Regions from separate parts of the Mus musculus genome. Here region 1 is linked to region 2. A link is a contact called in public HiChIP or PLAC-seq data. All regions are on one chromosome and are shown on one strand. The core of a region is the stretch at or near the end of the contact, and the rest is flanking DNA. Distances in the headings are between cores, read along the strand shown.

Evidence for each region. HiChIP or PLAC-seq counts read pairs in DNA pulled down with a chosen protein or histone mark.
Region 1: a contact with region 2 is called in a CTCF HiChIP or PLAC-seq map of CD8 T cells, with 7 read pairs. The contact joins two enhancer-like sites. A contact is called at or near these places in 1 of 15 datasets of contacts at CTCF or cohesin (CD8 T cells), 1 of 484 Hi-C or Micro-C datasets (embryonic stem cells) and 5 of 115 datasets of contacts at active chromatin or transcription factors (CD8 T cells, a beta-TC-6 cell line, bone marrow-derived dendritic cells and 2 more).

What each region holds. Positions count from the first base shown.
Region 1 is chr17:78,447,783-78,453,686 of GRCm38.p6, forward strand. No RefSeq gene overlaps it. Among named protein-coding and RNA genes, the nearest start is that of Gm32464, 13 kb to the right of the region's middle. Within about 2 kb of position 3,624, at least 32 of the 459 cell types and tissues checked have an H3K27ac peak or open chromatin away from gene starts, as enhancers often do. A contact at or near this core is called in CD8 T cells, where this site is marked.
Region 2 is chr17:78,161,476-78,167,409 of GRCm38.p6, forward strand. No RefSeq gene overlaps it. Among named protein-coding and RNA genes, the nearest start is that of Gm32282, 36 kb to the right of the region's middle. Within about 2 kb of position 3,961, at least 9 of the 459 cell types and tissues checked have an H3K27ac peak or open chromatin away from gene starts, as enhancers often do. A contact at or near this core is called in CD8 T cells, where this site is marked.

The DNA.
Region 1 (5,904 bases), core at 2,374-4,873, 290 kb after region 2:
TGTTGGTGGCCTTTTTGTCTTAGTGACAGTGTCTTTTGCCTTACAGAAGCTTTGCAATTTTATGAGGGTCAATTCTTGATCTTTCAGCACAAGCCATTGCTGTTCTGTTCAGGAATTTTTCCCCTGTGTCCATAGCTTCGAGGTTTTTCCTTACTTTCTCCTCTATTAATTTCAATGTCTCTAATTTTATGTGGAGGTCTTTGACAGCTCCAAGTTTTTAAGCAGCCCATTTAAGGTGGAATTAGTGGATGACAATGCTACTCATTTGAAAACACAATGCCACCCCGCAGGGCGGCCCTGGCGAGTGTTGTTTGCTGACCTTCCTTGCCACCACCAAGGATGCCCTGTAACTTCATAATTGTTTGTGTGTACATGTCAGAGCAGAGGTTCGCATCCACCATGCTCTTCTAACCCCTCCGAAAATGGTTTGAAATATTGTTAAGAGATGGCTCTTGGGAAGCTCTGAAAAAAGGGAGCTAATGGCTAATTAGCTGTAAACTCTGTTCCCAGTGGGAATCTCTTAGGATTCTGTAAACTGGGCAATGGAACATCTGTACAATTGAAGGCTTTGTGGCACATTTTCTGTCCACTCACACAGGGTATGGACTGGAGGATTCCTCGCCATGGGGACTGAAGCTCTTTTGCTTAAGAAAACAACATAAAAGCCCAGTGCCTAAGAAAACAACACAAAAGGCCAATGTCCTTGCTTTTGTTACCACAGTGAAGATGTATACATGTACACACACACACTCACACACACACATAGACACACACACGTGTGTGTGTGTGTGTGTGTGAGTGTGTGTGTGTGTGTGTGTGCTGCTTTTGAATGTGACCTATGTAAGATAGATTTCATATATCCATCTGGAGGCTATATTAATTTGGATAATGGTGTTGAATGAGCCCCTGAAGTAGACTCTGCTTGGAATACTGTATTTATCCACATAGGCATTTAGATAGAGTCCTTCTTCTGGAGATGCTGTCTGTCTGACTTCACTAGTGAGCCATGAAGCAAGTCCTCACAAATGTAAAAGAGTTCAAAAGATTCCCTTTTCCCTTTCCAAAATATGACCCATTCAGTTTTCTATGAGGCACCTCCTTGTGCCCTCTTTGCTCTAAGTCTTAAGTGGAGCAATACATGTGATCAAAAGTGAGTCGATTCCTAGGGTCTAAGCTGTGATCCAATGGCAGGTTGCTTTCCACTGAGGTTGCAGAGCTTGGAACTGACCAACATAGAAATTAGGTCTCAGAATCAGAATCCAGATAGGTGACTTGATTCTCTCTTCAATCTGCATATATGAATGAAGACATTTTGGAGTGTTTGGGGTTTTTTTGGTTTTTTGTTTGTTTGTTTGTTTGGTTGGTTGGTTGGTTGGTTGGTTGGTTGGTTTAGTGTTCATTTAGAGTCAATACCCGGTGGGTATTAGGCAGAGATTGCTCTTATGATCAACTTGATCCAACCTAGAAGAAAACTCATCTGACAATTGCCCAGATCGTTCTAAATTGGGCCATGTCTGTGAGAGACAGGCTGATTGACAATTGATGTCAGAGGATCCAGCTCACTGTGCGTGGCAGTATATCCAGGTAGGTGGTATGGACCATATAAGAAAATGAGCTAAGTGTGAGCCGGTAAACAGCATCCCCCTGTGCTGTTTGTATCGGTTTTTGCTTGAGTTCCTGCTCTGGTTTCCCTCAGTGATAAAGCACAACCTGGAAGTATAAGCCCAATAAACCTCTTTCCTTTTCTAAGTTGATTTTGGTTAGTGTTTTGGCACAAAGCAGAAAGTGCACTAAAGCAGACACTATTAAATGTTCATCCATGCATTAAAAGGGGGAATGAAACAAACATTACCCCTCGTCGGTTCTACCTTTGGTGGGGAGAAAATGACCAAGGAATGTACCAACAGGCAAGAGAAAGGAAGCTGAAAGGCGTCCCGGAAGCAGGCAGGCACCTGCAGCAGGTCAACACTCCAGCTTGCATGGGCATGATGGTTGCGTAAGCCACTCAGTGTGGAGTCGGTGTTTGTCCAGATCTTTCCATCTGTGAACCAGGGATAACGATATCTGTGTTCACATGCTTTGAATTCCAGCTGTGAAAAATGATCCCTGAAGTGAATACAAAGTTGTCCTCCCTCCAGCATGAAAGATCTCTGGGCATTTTCTGAAGGTGTCGCATTTCAAAAGCTCGATGCTCAAGCAGGATGGCCGCCCACCCATGGGCTCCAGTCAGGACACCTACCAGTTCTGACCCAGCTCTGTCACCGGATATGTATCCAAAGGCAGGGTGCTTAAGCTCTTGAAACTCAGCCTGTCCACCTGGAGAATGATCTCAGCTCATTTTTAAAAATACAACTTGTTTTTAATGTTTTGAGAAGTTCATACGTGCATACGATATATTTTGATTATATTCTGTTAGATCTATTCCCCTTTGCTCCTTCCCAACTTTGTGTCCTTTTGGGTTGTGTGTGGTTTTGTTGTTGTTGTTGTTGTTGTTTGTTTGTTTTGTGACCGGCCTTATCCTATACTCATGAGAATGAGGTCATTCACTGCACTTTGGTTGACCTACCAGGAGTCATACCCTTAAGAAAAAGTGACTGTCCTTCCCTGAGAAGCCCCCAACTGCCAGTGGCTCCTCATCTAGGGGTCAGAGCTCACCGGTCCCTCTCCAACCAAGCTGGAGTATTGACTAGACCAATCTTGCACAGGAAAGTTCTTCTTTCTCTCTTTTTTTTCTGTCCATGTTATTTAAAGAATTGTATTTCTTAAACTAGCCTTGCCAACATAGACACTATATAAAGTTCATGGTTAGCAAAACACCCTGAGCAAAAGCAGCTTAGGAAAGGAACGGGTTTATGTGGCTTACACGGGCTTACACCGGCAGGTCATATGAGAGCGTTCACTGGATTCTGCTTATTTGCTACAACAATCTTCTTACTACACTGATGTAAGTAATTATACCCTTTCCCTATTCCCCTTTCCTGTGCATTGAATCCTCCAACCATCTCTTCCAATAGTTTTATAGCAATCTGAGCCGGTTTTTCCTTTCTTACTCCATAAGAACTTGTCCGTAAGAATCCAACATAATAATTATAAGTGGCAGTTACCATCTATCATCTATTTTGTGTCATCATTATGGAAACCCTAAGCAGCCCAATGGCATCATTTTTTTTTTATCTGAAATGAGAGGTAACTGATACACTGAGGGCTGGGAAGTTTCCTAGAGTTCCATGGCTCCTCAGAACGGAGAGGTTGGTCTTCTCCTAGCTCCAAACTCATAAATGCTCTTCCAACTAGCTCAACTGATATGAAGACAGAAGCAGTGGGGTGGAAGGAGGGAGGGGAGGGAAGAAAAAATACCAGAAAGGAATAAAAAATTAAATTCAGAGAATATTATTTTCACCCTCTTTCTTTGAAACAAAAAATAAGTGTATTCAGACCCATGGAAAGTGTATAACATTGTAATTCATATTATCTGCTTTAGCAGAGACCACAGGGCTGATAGAAACAATTATTGTTTTCATCGTTACAATGTTTTTCTCTGGGTCTATTTAGGAAGTGGTGGAAAGGAGGCAGCTCACCGATCTGTATCCTGAAGTTAGACACTGTTTCCTGTGTCAAGGGCAGGGCAGGCAGCCTGTATCTCAAGGTCAGAGCCTGCCTAAGACTAACCCAAAGGCTCAGCTCCCAGTAGAGGTAAAAGCTAATTCATAAATTCCGTGGCAATAAATCCTGTCTCAGCTTCTAAATAACCCATTCTATTTTCAAGTGAGGTCAAGTTAGGAAGCCGAATCCAGGGACAAGAAAGATCCAATAATGTTCTTGGCTGGAAAGCCTGCCATTCATCAACAGGTCACATGCCTGTCGTGCTCTCCGGCTTACCTCAAGTCATGACCATTTTGGGGAAGGTATGATGTGTGCCGAAAGCCTCAGCATTGCTCCTAAGGCTCTGGTGCCCCCGCCAGGAACTGTGGGCAGCTGATCCTCCATGGAGGTGGCTTCTGCAGGGGCTGCTTCAGCTGCAGCTCAGCGGCTACCAAGAGGCTTTATGCTCGATCATATCTATTGACAAGCTGAAAACTGTCACAAACTGAATGTTTCTTCAAGGTTATTTAAGAGTTGCTACAACTCAGGACTTTGCTTCATGCAACATCTGAGGGACAGGGGTAGCTTTATTCAGTTAGAGAGACCTAGGAAGTAGCTGGTACTTAATGTGCTATGACGTTCTTCCACACTTGAACAATAACTATGCAAGTTTATTCAACTTCAAGGCTCTTACCCAGACCCTAAGCCCCTTCTACGGAGAGCCACACTTGTCCCGCCCCACCACGATTCCCCTGCCTCCAGCATCTGAAACACAAGAATCTGGCAGACAGCGACTGCGTCTCATTTAAGACCAGTTTGCCAAAAAGTAAGAGAAGACTATTTATCAGCTAAAATTATGGGGTGTTGTTCTTCCTCTCTGGTTTTCAAAATTAACATCTACTAATGGACATGCTAATGCTGAAAGGGAGAACCTCACTGGTCCCCACCCCTAGACAAAGAACCATAGCAAATGCCAAGGGAGAACTCAGCTTCCCCAGGAGTAAGGTCCCTAGTAGTTTATCCTGTATCAAGTGGTCCCCGTAGCATCATATACATAGAAGCAGTACTAATGGATTCAGTAGTGTGTGTCTGTGTGTGTGTGTGTGTGTGTGTGTGTGTGTGTGTGTGTGTGTGATAGTCAAAGAAAAAGAGGCCATGAGTTTGAGAGTGGGAAGAACATTCAAGGGTTGAGAGGGAAGGAACGAGAGGAAGGAAGTGATGTCATATACTTTCATTTTAAAAGGGTTCCCAACTCTAAAATATATCCTTTTCTGTGTTTATTTCTTTCTTAACCACTTCAAATATGTTGCATAGTGTTGGTTTTTGTTTTGTAGAAGTTATCTTGACAGCTTTCTCTCCTTGCAAATATAAGACTCTTCACCATTACCCAAAGGTTTTGTTTTTTCTCTCCCTCCCCCTGGGCACCACTATTCTGCTTCCTAGGAGTCTGAGTATTCACACAGTGCCCAGGGAGGCCAGGGAGGGAGTCAGATCCCGTGAAACTGGAGTTATAGGTGGTTGTGAGCTGTCACGTGGGTGCTATGGATCGAACCTGGGTCTTCTGGAAGAGCAGCCAGCGCTGTTAGCGTGGTCTCTCTAACCCACAAGGTTCTATTACTAACTTGGGAAAATTGGACCATAAAATGCAGGTCTTCCTGGGGTTCCATTAGCATAGAGCTGTCACAGTTCATCTTGTAGCATGTGGTGGGGCTGCTTCTTTCGGCAGCTGAATGATACTTCATAGTATCTACATGGCACACTTTGTGTACTCTTGGTGAACATTCAGGGTGTGCCAGCATCACTTCCTGCTTGTGCTTGCTTGCTTTTCTCAGCTGAGACCAGCCTAGGAGATGTGAGGAGGTGATTTCTCCTCGGGATTCTTCACTGCTTTTAGAAAAGAGTGAAAATAACCAAACAATTTTGAGTAATTCAATTAAGCATTCTATCACATCAGTCGCACGTGTTTTGTCTTTCTGACCCCAATTATTCCTTGCCCAATAATAGAAAGCTTAACACACACACACACACAGAAATACACAGAAACACACACAGTCAGCACACACAGACCTTCTGCTGCAGCAATTCATCATAACAAGTGCTTTTGTGCACCAAGCGCATGCATGAGAAAGTTCATGGCAACTTTACCCACAGCCCAAAGCTAGAGACTCTGAGGTCCATCGGTGGATAAATAAGCTGTAGCATGGTCACACAACACAATGCTAAGTAGCTGAGAAATGTGAACCTTTGCGGCTGTCACCACATTCACGAATTTACACACACACACACACACACACACACACACACACACACACACACACACAC
Region 2 (5,934 bases), core at 2,711-5,210:
AAAAGTAGCATACATGTACGATAGCACTTGTATAAAATAATTACCTCCTATAACATACATGTGCATACACTAAATTCATTATGGTTTGGGAGGGGATGTTTGTATTTTGTTTTTTTTGTTTTTGCTTTTTACTTCTGGGTGGCAATGTAGCACAGAGTCAGTCGCTTAAATCAACATACACGCATGGTGTCACGTTTCTGTGACTCAGGACCCAAGCTTGTCCTGACTTGGTGTGCTGATCAAGGAATTTCCTGTGACTCTATGCCAGGCTTACTGCTTCAGACCAACTCACGCTCTCGACAGCACCCGAACATCTAGAGCACACTCAGTGCATCACTCCATTATCACCATCACCATCACCACCACCACCACCACCATCATCATCTTCATCGTGGCCTAAAAAGAACATGTCTAACTCCAATATGCTGAGTGTTACCTAACATGACCTAATCAAATCTAATGATTACATTGACATCTCAAATATCTGTTAAAATCTATTGGTTGGGAGCAACCATAGGTCCTATCCATTTGTTCTGGGGAGACTTTGTGAAGATGTGACTATCAGGATATGAAGATTAGTAAGGACTACCTTTGGGTCTGGCCACCATGCCAGGCATTGTTTTAAACAATGATGTTATATAAATGAGCAAAATATAAAGGAAGAAATGTCTACCTTTGTAGAGAAAACACTGTGTGTGTGTGTGTGTGTGTATGTGTGTGTGTGTGTGTGTGTGTTTGAATTGTGAAGCTAATATAAGAAGTTTGCTTGAGTCCAGGTTTCAAGCCAGCTTGAACAACACTATTATTACCCTGTCCCAAAACAAAACAATAATAATACCAAAAAATTCCCTATATAATTCTATATAATCCTTTTCATCATGGTAGTTTATATTTTACCCTTTCTGGGATAATTTTCCTGTTAAGTACTGATAGAACTAAGGCACACTTTATAATGACTGCATAATAATTAGAAACACTATACTCTCTTGGTGAACTCCTGCTGAGAACTTGTCCTGGTTTCATCAAATGACCTATCTCCTCACAATGAAGGAAGGGGCTAACCTGTTTCAACCTGACCTCTGCTTCCTCTTGGCTAGTAGAGCATGGTAAAGTTAATTAAGCTTCAATATTTCATTTTCCATATCTGACCCAGAGTGGTCATTTGTAGGAATAGTGATCATAGCCAGTGGATGGTGGATGCATCAAATATCACTCTGTCCTTCTTGTGCACATTGTAAACTATCTCATGACATAGATCCCAAATTATCTTCATATTGGTTAACCAAGTCAGATGAGAGGGAACAGATCACCTGTAGATGATTATGAAGAAATTAACTTGATCAAGGATATATAAAATCATCCCTCTTGCCCACCCTGAAAAACTGACCGTCTCTACATTCCCTTCTTCTGATCATGCCCAGTTAGTTCTGTTGTCTCTTTGGGTGTAACTGTAACTCAGACTGATCTCATACATGATAAACTCCCACCCATCCCCCAGAGAACTCATTGGACCCAGCCAAGACCTGCCTCTCTCTCCTTCTTCTGTATTAGTAAAACCCACGTACCCTGGATCCACACTCTCTTTCAAAGAGACACAGTGATAATATAACTTTAACTTGACGTAGTCACATGACTCAATTTCACGCTAATGAACAGTTAAGAAGCTCCGTGGAACACATCCATCTAAATAGCATCTTAATAACCTTGAGGGAAGCTAAACTTGAGCCTGTGCTACCTAGAGAAAAGGATTCTCAACCTATCTCAAGTTCACAGCCTTTCTTGTGAGATCAAGAGACAGCAAAACGCCCATGAGAAGTGGAGTGGCAAAGGGTTTTCTTTGAGATACAAACAAAAAGTAAATATTTTTTCTCATGAAGGAGGTGGGATTAAATCTAATTTATCTCTGTATCTTCGACAAGGAAGAACAGCTTCACCAAGGAACACAAGTGATCTTGGTATCTTGGTACCTTGGTGTCTACAAACCCCAAGACCTGTGTATAGTGACACCTAGTGGTTGCCCGAACTCAGTTCCTAGCATGACAGGCATGCCCGTGTAGCTGAAGGTTTTGTAAAGGAGGCATCTTTCCTCTATATATGCATAGGCTTTGAGTTAACCAGGTTGTTCATTGGCCTTTACACCAATGCCACAAAGTTAGGGCCACAAATGCACTCGATTTTAAACCATAGGAAATTAATATTTAATATTTACACAGCCCAGAGAAGTCACGGGAGTAAAAAGCAGCCATAACTGTGATGTGTCGAGAGATGATTTTGGCCAAGTCTCGAATCTAAAAGGTATAACATTAAACCAAAGCACAGTCTATTTCTCAACAGTTTCAAAGACCCAGTAGCATTCTTCACTACAGAGGTCGTTCCCAGGAATCCTTTCCTCTGCCTTTAACATCGCCCTAGGGTGGACCTGCCCAAGTGCTTATCGCTACTCTCGCTTCTTCAGGGGAAGTTAGAGGGGAGTTATCTACAGTGCACTAAGGAAACTTTCCCTTATCGTACGATCTATCCCTGGCCAGGAACCTTTTAAAACTCAGTGGTGTCTTGAAAGGGGGGTTGGTACTTCCTCTATCAAAAAAAAAACTGTCCCATGGAGTTGACTTCCTAAGGCCTGAGAAGGACTGCTTATGTAACATGCAAAGTAAAAGTGAGGACAGAGCCCTCTGGAATGTATCAAATTGAAGTCTTCTGTTACGTTTCACTTTGGGAATTACAGAAACGAGATATAATAAATATGGTTGGTTTGGTCACCGAAACATGTAATGAGGATAGAAGCTGGGAAATTATAATTGGATAAAAAATTTAAAAATGTGATGTGAGGACTTAAAGCATTTCATAGTCTGGTGGAAATATGGAATTGATTTTCCTGACCCCATAAACTAATTGACCCTGATTTTCAAGGATCCCCAGTCTTACCTTTGACCTGACATCCCTCCTTTTATTTTATATGTTTCGGGGTTGATAGTACTATTAATAATAATTATTATTATTATTATTATTATTATTATTATTATTACTACTACTGTGCTAAGGAGCGAACTCAGGGCCCTTTTCTGTTTGGTAACTGCTTTATCACTGTGTTGGACCCTGAGTTCAGGTGCCAAATAAGAATATTTCCTGTGGAGAGCAGATGAAGTCCAAGGCAAATGGATACTGTTGACCTGGGCATGAATCATGGGAATGCTGAGGCCTTCCTCTGCAACACTGACCAACAGCTGGCCTGTAGCCAGAGGCAGTATGGGTAAGAAGTACCCATTTAGCTAACCTGCCTCCTCGAGCATGCTGTATGTTGTAAACTTGCTGAGTATCCAGGCTGCTGGTGCATTTCCACTCAGACACAGAGGCACAGCCCACCCAATACCAGCACTCAATGTTGTTTGGGTCTGTCGCTCTTCATTTCTGGCCAGCCCCAGTCCCAGTCAGGTTTTCAGACTCAGCCCTGCTTTGGCAACTTCCCATCATAAAATTGAATGATAGGCCTGATTTAGAAATGTGTAAATCTCTATTGGCCTGACTATTTCACTGGACTTAGACCAGACCTCTCTAAATCCATTAGCTTATCAGTTGTTCAACCACAATCACACTGGACTGGTTGTTGTTGTTGTTGTTTTGTATTTTGGAGTTGTTTGTTTGTTTGAAATGGGGCCTCTCTGTAACCCAAGTTGGCCTGAAAATATCTATGTAGATCAAGATGGTCTTGAACTGGCAAAGACACACCTCTCTCTGCTTCCCAAGTAATGGTGATAAAGGCATATGCCACCATGCCTGACTACATTGGGTTCTTTCTTGATGGACATCAAAATTCTTCAATCCAAAGAGCAAATAAAATATAGACACTTTTTCATTGTGCTCTCTGAAGTTTTATGATTTTTTTATTAACACCTTAAAGCAAAATGTGTTAAAATGACAACCCAGTTTTGTCCTCTAGGGCATGTCTGACCTTGTGACATGACTCACCATGCATTACCTCAGTAAAATTCCCCACTTTAAAATGAGTGCCACACCTGCATCTAGCTATGCATTGAAAACAAATGGTTAAGGAAGATTTGTGAAGATCTTTTTGATAAATAATTTGAAATGGGATAAAATGGGATCATGACCATTGTTGGTATGGCATATTTAATCAATATACATTTTTGTTTTATGGGAACATACTTAATCACACATAATAATGTGTTTCACCGTGACATTTCATACACATAGATGAAATATTTTGCACATGTTTATTTTCTATTGCCCTTCCTTCTCCTGACTTCATTTCTGATTGCTTTATGCCTTCTAACTAGCCCTTTCACTTTCATAATGAGAGGTGGGGTTTTTGGTTGGTTGGCTGGTTGGTTTTAGTGATCTGGGTACAAATTCTAGTTTCTCTCCAAATTATAGAAATCCTTTGTCTTTTAATGAACTGGATACATGCATTGCCCATTTTTTTTAAAAAAAATGAAGATGAATTCATTTTCTCATCCCACATGAAGTAGACTTAATAGACTTTTAGCATGACTTTCTCCACAATATTACAAGGGAACTGGAGCCCAGGACAGGATATCATTTTGGAAACCACTAGTGTGTTTCTTATAACAGAAGCAAGTACTTTAACCTCAAAATTACACAATATCTCTTAGAAGTTAATGTGAGCAATAACAATACTTTTAAAAATTTCTATTGGACTGGCAGCCACTTCTTGAGTCAAGGAGATAAATTGAAAAGAAATGAAATACTAAATTCAACAAGTCCAACATCTCAAGAAGTATTACTTGGAAATATAAATCTGTACAAGAAATGTTAAAATAACCATGGAATTGTTTTTACCAGAAATGTTTAGAATGCATTTATACTCTACTGAGGAGAATCATGAAAGATAAATATATCAATTACTAGACATTCATAGATATGTGAATTCATGGATAACAGTGGTTATATTTGTGTATTTGTGGGGTATGTGTGTGCGTGTGAGTGTGTGTGTAGTATGTGTGAATTGTGAATATGTGTGAGTTTGTGTGAGTGAGTGTGTGTGTGTGTGTGTGTGTGTGTGTGTGTGTGTTATTTAAGGTCCCCCAAATAACTTAGAAAACATACAAGTTCAAACAGCTTTCTACCTTTTTGGACCATTAAGGTAATTCTTTCCTCCCTTATCCATGGGTGCTGCAATACAATTTTCCATGTAAAAGAAAGAGACTGTAATTCTGCCTTCCACTCCGCCCACTTCTCTGCTCCTCTGCTCCAACCTGTCTAATTCAAACAGAGAATGTCTTAGTGCTTAGCTGGCAGCGTGTTGAACTGTTGCCTAACTGTCTCCTGGATGTTTCTGGAGAAGACACAGAAGGCAGAACAGGCTGTTTAATGGAGCCTGTGGGTGGGTATGTGAACGCACATTAACTGTGTAAGTGCATGTCTGGAGGTATTCACATTTCCTGAAACATTACCACCTTGAAAATTCACAAATCAGGCTGTATATGACAGAACACGCCTGTAATTGTAGACTTGGAAGACTGAGGCACCAGAGGTTCAAAAGTTCAAGAGCAGCATGGGTCATAGAAGGAGACTGTGTCTCTGAAGATAAGACATGTTGGAGAGATGGCTGAGTGGGTTAAGGTGTTGCCTGTGGAAACTTACAGACTTGAGTTCAGATGGACAGCACTTACAGAAAAGCTGCTGTGACTGTATACATCTGTAGCTTTGTGGACTTGCAGGTCAATCTAGCCAAAATGGTAATGTAGCCCCAGGTTCAGCGAGCACACACACATACACACACACCTCAAATAATTAATATAAAAGGCAAAAGAGGAAAACACCCAATACATGTATTATACACATGCCCACAGAATGGGTGTCCTCACCCACTCACTCGTGTGCATTTGCATATACCGCAAAGACACATACACACACACACACACACATTGAATAAAATAAAATAAAATCCCAAAC